Regions from separate parts of the Oncorhynchus mykiss genome. Here region 1 is linked to region 2. The links are chromatin contacts, called in public Hi-C maps. All regions are on one chromosome and are shown on one strand. The core of a region is the stretch at or near the end of the contact, and the rest is flanking DNA. Distances in the headings are between cores, read along the strand shown.

Evidence for each region. A called contact is a pair of places that touch in the nucleus more often than the background predicts.
Region 1: a contact with region 2 is called in a Hi-C map of liver, with 4 times the contacts expected there. A contact is called at or near these places in 2 of 3 Hi-C or Micro-C datasets (blood and liver).

The regions. Positions count from the first base shown.
Region 1 is chr2:86,552,698-86,556,900 of USDA_OmykA_1.1, forward strand. LOC110498585 (transcription factor E2F4) reads left to right here and starts at 2,778. Exons shown (of 10, transcript XM_021575240.2): 1 at 2,778-3,203; 2 at 4,003-4,112. The coding sequence starts at 3,048.
Region 2 is chr2:86,421,613-86,425,405 of USDA_OmykA_1.1, forward strand. LOC110498407 (lysine-specific demethylase 7B) reads left to right here and starts at 2,105. Exons shown (of 21, transcript XM_021575039.2): 1 at 2,105-2,339. The coding sequence starts at 2,236.

The DNA of each region.
Region 1 (4,203 bases), core at 1,528-4,027, 130 kb after region 2:
TGACTTTTACATAAGTCCTTTGTATTGGTGTAGACATGACGGACCAGATGGGACTCATTCCCTCCCAAACCAAAAGGAGAAACCAATGTTTTCTCTGGTAGGCACAACCTACCTGTCACCCCTATAAATAATAACCTCAAGTCAAAACCGTTACAATGGGTTTGGTCTCATGAGCAGAAGGTATTGACGTAGGCAGTTACATCACTAGGGGTTGACTGCAAGCATATTAAAAGCAACTTGGACTTTTGCTATTTTGCAGTACTCAGGAGAGACATCAGTTGTATGTTTGATGAATGATCTTTGACTTCTGTCTACAGCTGTATTTTGATTAAAATTGATATGATTTATAAGTGCACTTTTTGAATATTCCTTATTTGTTAAGTAAATAACGGAGCCCAGAAAAGTGGACCCAACACAACCGAGGACAGACGTCTTTTACACGTTACGCACTTCAGCACTTTGCGGTCCTGTTCTTGTGTGGCTGAGTTGTTGTTGCTCTGATACTCACATTTTTTAAAATTGTATTTATATTTTATTTAACTAGGCAAGAACAAATTCTTATTTACAGTGACGGCCTACCCCGGCCAAACCCGGACGACGCTGGGCCAATTGTGCACCACTTTATGGGACTCCCAATCACGGCCAGATGTGATACAGCCTGGATTCAAACCAGGGACTGTAGTGACGCATCCTGCACTGAGATGCAGTACCTTAGACCGCTGCGCCACTTGGGAGCCTGAAGGGCCATGTTCGAGATCATCAAAACGACTATAGGCGACTGCCGACTGACTGATCTACAAATCACCTTGCATCACAAATAACAACCCATTACCATTTGTATATCAGTCAGAATTTACGCATGATACATTGCGGTTTTGATCGTTCTCAGACACAGCCATTGACTTGATCTTAGAAGACAGTGTGACAAAAAACACATCTAATGACCGAAGGAAATTAATTCAAAGTGGCGTTACCTGATTTGACATTTTGTGATATTATTGGAAAAAATACCCAATTGTCATACTTGAGTAAACGTGAAAGTAACTCTGTAAAATACTACTTGATTAAAAGTCTAAAAGCCTTTTGTTTTAAATATACTTAAGTATCAAAAGTAAAAGTATAAATCATTTCAAATTGCTTATATTAAGCAAATTTGTTTTATTTAAAATGTGTATTTACGGATAATAAGGGGCAAACTCCAACACTCAAATAATTTACAAACGAAGCATTTGTGTTTAGTGATTCCATCAGATCAGAAGCAGTACGGATGACCAAGGATGTTCTCTGGATAAGTGCATGATTTTGACAATTTTCCTGACCTGCTAAGCATTCAAAATGTAACGAGTACTTTTGGGTTTCAGGGAAAATGTATGGAGTAAAAAGTACATGATTATCTTTAGGAATGTAGTGAAGTAAAAGTAGTCAAAAATATAAATAGTAAAGTACAGATACCCCCCAAAATAATTAAGTAGTACTTTAAAGTATTTTTACTTAAGTACTTTAAAACACTGGAAATTGGGCGAACTATTAGAAATTTAGCTGCCAGGAAATGGCGGAGCGATTTCTGCATACTGCACCTTTTAATGATGATCACATTTTTTGGTTGCACCTCAACTCAAATTGGTTTGAGTTTTAGCAACATTTAATCTTAAGAAAAGTGCTTTATTAGTGGTTGTACCTATCTTTTTTTTTACACAGTTCTTTTGAAGATTTTTTTTTACATCTGGCCCATTTAAGAATATAGTTGAATAGCCCTGGCCTAGAGATTACATGCGACATAAACCTTTCATGTCCAAGAGACATGTTACTCAATTTTAGGTTTATGTGCAAAGGTTGCTTTGATGAAAGTATTTCATAGATTCTTCATATTGCAAGGAAGACTTACAGTAGGCTATGTTTTTTTAATCTGACACATCAAGTACTTATTGATTATTAATGAAAGTTAGAAGAATGGCATAATAATAGAGTTGTATACAAGACCTACCATCTCCAGGTCTTTCATAAGATTCCCAAATATTAGAATGGGTTGTGGACCAGGAGGAAAGTTTTTGGGTCTATTAACCTTTCGGAAGAAGATGAGGAGGTAGATGCATATCCACACAGAACAATTGAACACACCATACATGTTGTTCAGATCCAACCATAGTGACAGCACACTGCGCTCCTCTTCTCCAAAGTGACAGACATGGGCGTACACGCATGCGCACATTTGCACAAACAGTGTTCTGGTAAATAGAATTTGGCATCTATAATTCTCTATTTATTACACAGTCATTGTCACTAGCGTGACCATAGCTTTTTTGTCATTACCACTGAGATTGTCTTCATGTATGCGATATAATGTCTATAAAGCAATGAGTATGCAATGAAAAAAAGTAGTAATATCAGACAAAATAGGCACCACATTCTCATTTTTAATATCCTGGTACATGAATTGCAATTGATTAAGCATTTCTTAAACTGTAAAATCTTAAAGATTTAGCCTAAGCATATCCTCGAAAAATTTATTATTATTTGACTGTAAAATGAAAGTAGTTAGGGCATGTAGAAAATAGAACTGTCCCTAAAAAGGGCCACATGTGCAGTCTAATCCATAATAAACAAACATTTAATGATCTTGTGATTTAGCATATGTGATGAGGTAATATCTAATATTGCGAAATGCTTTACTAGCAACAGTTGACTTTCTTGTCAAGTAAAACGATTACAATTTATAGTGTACGCTTTTCATAGTATCTCATGTTTTGCAGGTGGCCCCTTAGCTTCACAAACCAAACCATCCCAGCATACCTCGTGTGTCTAACGGCTTCGGACCGTACACTCGTTGAAATATTTTGCAGGCCTGTTTTTTTTTTTAAATTATCAGGTCAATAATCTGGACCGGACCATATTGTATTATCCTACAATTAGTACCATGCAAAGTATTTTATATAGATAAATCTCACTTTAGCACGGCGAATGTAAAGGGGTTTCTAGCTAGCAAGTGAGTTTGGGGCCGGCTAGCTAACGTTACTGTTGTACGGATTCGAACAAGAATTCCTAATCAGATGGAGCTGGAGTCGGAAAGAACCGAATTTGGAGCTATGGGTGACTCGCTTCAACCTCAAACCCCAAGTCGACACGAGAAGAGTCTAGGATTGCTTACAACCAAATTTGTATCTTTGCTACAAGAGGCCAAGGATGGAGTTCTAGACCTGAAAGCAGTAAGCATGCCTTACTCTTTGTTGTTGGCACGCGGATGTAAATGTAGCTTGTGGCTTGCTACCGTTAGTAGTAAATCTAATTCAAGGTTTTCGCTAGCTAACATTAGCCATCAGCGTGATACATTGGGTCAAGTGTTTTTTTTCTTCTGTTTATGTGTTTGAATAGTTCAATTAACTCCCTAGTTTGTTACAATTTGCCCGTCCACTGAATGTAGGAAAAGTTGGCTAGCCAGTTGCCAAGTAACGTTACTTCAACTCCTCTGTTGAGGTCACACAGTCATTGGTTGAGGTACTAAGCAGCAAGCTAGCCAGCTAACTTTATATATTCTGCCCCCTGCAGCCGCAATGAAGACAAGCACGCAAGGCTGCACATTGTTGTCATGAACTGAATCTGGCAAAACAGTTAAAACCCGAACCCGGTTCAGAGTCACACACCTTTTTATGTAGCTAGAAAATAAATAAATCCGCAAGTCAAAATTATCATTGGTTAAATTATGCTGACAATATGTTAGGTTTTGTTTAGGCTGGGCGTGACTGACCACAATAGAATATATGTCATCCCATTGCAGTAATGAGGATTAACCCATCGTAGTTATCAGCACTAGCCATATGTTTATTGCTGTAAGTGCTCGTTGAAGACTCAGTTATGTGTAACTTTGAAGCCCATGAATAGCTAAGCTTCCTCAACGTTATAGAATCTACCAAGCTATTTGTTTTTAGCTGTGGATTTGTTCAACGGACCCCCAAACTGCTCTACACCAATGTATAAAAAACATTGACCACTCTTTCTCTCCCACAGGCAGCAGACACCCTAGCTGTAAGACAGAAGCGGCGCATCTACGACATCACCAATGTGCTTGAGGGCATCGGACTGATCGAGAAGAAGTCTAAGAACAGTATTCAGTGGAAGTAAGTCAAGGGCATGGCGTTATGGGCTCCGTTAGTAAATATTGGGTGACACCCTCTCGCCATTCAGAAACTACAAGTGTGCTAAGCTGTC
Region 2 (3,793 bases), core at 855-3,354:
AAATCAAGTGGTGGGGCTGCCATTTGGCAGAACATTTGATTAAAGAGATTCTCTGGTACTTTTGTATACTTTTTAGCCAGTAGTTCAGAAGTAGTGCTCCTGAGCCAAACGGTCCCTGAAAATTGGTATTACATCACATAAACTACATTACCAAATGTATGTGGACACTTGCTTGTCAAACATCTCATTCCAAAATCATGGGCATTAATATGGAGTTGTTTCCCCTTTGCACCTATAACAGCCTCCACTCTTCTGGGAAGACTTTCCACTAGATGTTGGAACATTGCTGCAAGATATGCTTCCATTCAGCCACAAGAGCATTAGTGAGGTCGGGCACTGCTGTTAGGCGATTAGGCCTGGCTCACAGTCGGTGTTCCAGTTCATCCCAAAGGTGTTCGATGGGGTAGAGGTCAGGGCTCTGTGTACGCCAGTTAAATTCTTCCACACCGATCTCAACAAACCATGAAAAACAGCCCCAAACCATTATTCCTTCCCATCAAACTTTACAGTTGGCACTATGCATTTGCCCAGGTAGTGTTCTCAAGGAACCTTCAAAACCCAGATTTGTCCGTCAGACTGGCAAATGATGTTATTCTCTATGCATAGTCACTTTAATAACTCTACCTACATGTACATATTACCTCAATTATATCGACTAACTGGTGCACTCGCACATTGAATCTGTACCCCCTGTATATAGCCTTGTTATTGTTCTTTTTTTTAAGGTATTTAAAAAAAAAAAAATTTTTTTTTACTGTATTGTCAGACTGACAGATGGTGAAGAGTGATTCATCACTCCAGAAAATGCATTTCCACTACTTAGAGTCCAATGGTGGCAAGCTTTACACCACTCCAGCCGATGTTTGTCATTGCACATGGTGATCTAAGACTTGTGTGCGGCTGCTCTGCCATGTAAACCCATTTCATGAAGCTCCCGACAAACAGTTCTTGTGCTGACACTGCTTCCAGAGGCAGTTTGGAACTTGATAGTGAGTGTTGCAACCGAGGGCAGACAAAACATTTTTTACTTGCTACACGCTTCAGCACTCTGTGGTTCCATTCTGTGAGCTTGTGTGGCCAACGATTTCGTGACTGAGCCAATGTTGCTCCTAGACGTTTCCACTTCACAATAACAACACTTACAGTTGACTGCAGCAGCTCTAGCAGGGCAGAAATTTGACGAACTGACTTGTTGGAAAGGTGGCATCCTATGACGGTGCCACGTTCTAAGTCACTGAGCTCTTCAGTAAGGCCATTCTACTGCTAATGTTTGTCTATGGAGAGTACATGGCTGTGTGCTCGATTTTATACACCTGTCAGCAATGGGTGTGGCTGAAATAGCTGAATCACTCATTTGAATAGGTGTCCACATACTCTTGTATATGTAGTGAATCTTGTCATGGCCCCCATACCGTTCCGTTGCTGAGGTGATCTCAAGACTGAATAGATCTAAATAGGTCTACAATGCCATTAAAGGTATACTCAGCGAAATGATGTTGCTACAAGCAACACCACAGATATTGGTTGTGTTCCCCTGCTCAGACTTTGCGTGCATCAACCAATGGTTGCGTGCCACATCATAAACTGTGTAATCGACTGACATGTTGCTATAGCATATTACGTGGTTAGCTGATACGTAAAATACCTATCCAGACTTTGTAAGATCTGGCAGGCGTCAGCAACGCCTGGGCATAGGAACGCGCCCATTCAGATGCGCGAGATACAATACTTCGCACCCTCACACAGTCACACACAGTATCTGTACATGTGTATGGGTTCGCTTCACCCTGTTAAAGGGTGGTAGCCAGGGGACCAAAACAGTTGAGCCTCGCGTTTAAATGCTCTTAGTTGTTACCGAAATTTACCCATTATGCTGTTTACGTCCTGCATCTATGTCATATCGCTGAGTCTACCTTTAATTTACAATTTGGAGCACCTGGGGCCAATAGCTCTGGCATGTTACACTATGAAGCAAACAAAATCATTTCTTAAAGTTTAGGACAACATATAAAGTGCATGCTCGTGTATATATCCGACATTATGGTGTTGCATTCGTAATTTGGGTTTAATAGTGAGAGATGATTGATTGTCATAAACATATGACGTTCTAGACTGAGTGGTCATTTTTTTGTCTTCTGAAACGTTTCCGTAATTTATCGTTTCGCATTCGGCTTTTTGAGTGTGTGGTGGACATAGTCCCCGCCCAACTTTCTGCCTGCGTTGTTTGGGGACACTATGAAGATGGCGGCAGCCTCGCTGTATTGTGTCTGCCAGCAGTCGTATGATGTTAGCCGGTTTATGATTGAATGCGACATTTGTAAGGACTGGTTTCATGGCAGGTAAGGAGCCGACATATTCCTTAATGACATGTACGAAAATGACATAAGTGCGTTAAGTTGTATTGCGATGTCAGTCTGTGTTCAATCAAGACAGCGCAGCGCGAGCACCCAGTGTGAGCGAACGGATCTCGGCGGAGGTCCAACTCGGTTACTCTTACCCATAACCCCAGCCAGTTTCTTGTATGCCTACAAACGACGATTCGGTAGTTGACATCAGAGTAATGAGATTGCTAGCAATTTCATAGTCTTTGGTTAAGAGTTGGACAGTTGGTTTGTCAGCCAATTGTACTTTATTAGCTGTAGATGAAGCTTTGTCAGAAACTTTCAATCAAGCATAACTACTGTTAGTTGCTCCGTTGTGTCAGTAACTAGTGCTTGTCGAGTTGGCAGCCACCCTGAACCTTCACCAGCTGTAGTTATGGCGCGACGATGTCAGATTATCCTGATTAACCTTTTTCAGAGAAGGTTGACTTTCGGTGGTTTGGGAGGAGGCAATAAACAATTGGCGAAATAATGAGTTTTGCTGTCTACTCTTTGCCAGTAGAGGAAGTAGCCTGAATTATAGTGATTATTTTGCTGTTGGACATTATTTTGCTGTTCGTCTCATCAGTGAGAAATTGACCAAAAAGGAGTGTAATGTTAAAGTCGAGGACGGAAATTTAAATGACCCAAATGAACAAATACGTGCACATGGTGAGAGCCATCTAGGGTTAGAAAGAAGAAACACATTTTAAAGGGAAATGCACATGTTTGACGTCCCTCAAAATCACTTTTTTTCCTTCTAAATAGGAAAGTTGACATGCTCAAACTCATAGTTCCCAATGGGGCAAGGATAAGACATTGCAATAAATTATTTCAGCCAAACTGCTTGGTTCACGCCAATATGAGGCCTCTCATGCATATCAGAGGTGGTCCACAGTACACCCATATCACTGTGCATTCTGTGATGTTTAGCTTTACAGAAAACAACATAACATTTTGGGCTTATGCAACTATGAAGTGTGGTGCCAGAAACTGAGCAAGGAATTCAAGGTGTCTGTCTGCTCCCTAAAAGGGATCAAGGCATGAATGCTGCACTACAACTAGTGTGTGTGTGTGTGTGTGTGTGTGTGTACGAACATGTGTTTACTGAAGGCTCTCTCAACAAAGGGATCGTAGTCAGGGGCTTGTCTGTTACGCCCTCTATTCCTCTGTGCCCCCAGGTCCGGATGGCTCCCCAGCATGGTAGATTATGTGGGCCCAGCCGCATCCCTTTTTGGTGGGGTTACCTTGCCTGAGCCTGTGTGTTGTCTCTATTGTTGGGAGCCCTCTTTTCCTCTGTAGTGTTGCCTGTCCCAATAGGATTATTCTGTCTAGCCGGTAGGCTGTGTTATTATCAGGCACTGAGCACACGCCAGTTGGGGAGCTGCAGGGGGGTGAGTGCTCAGAGGTGTGTTTTTGATATTCATGCCAGA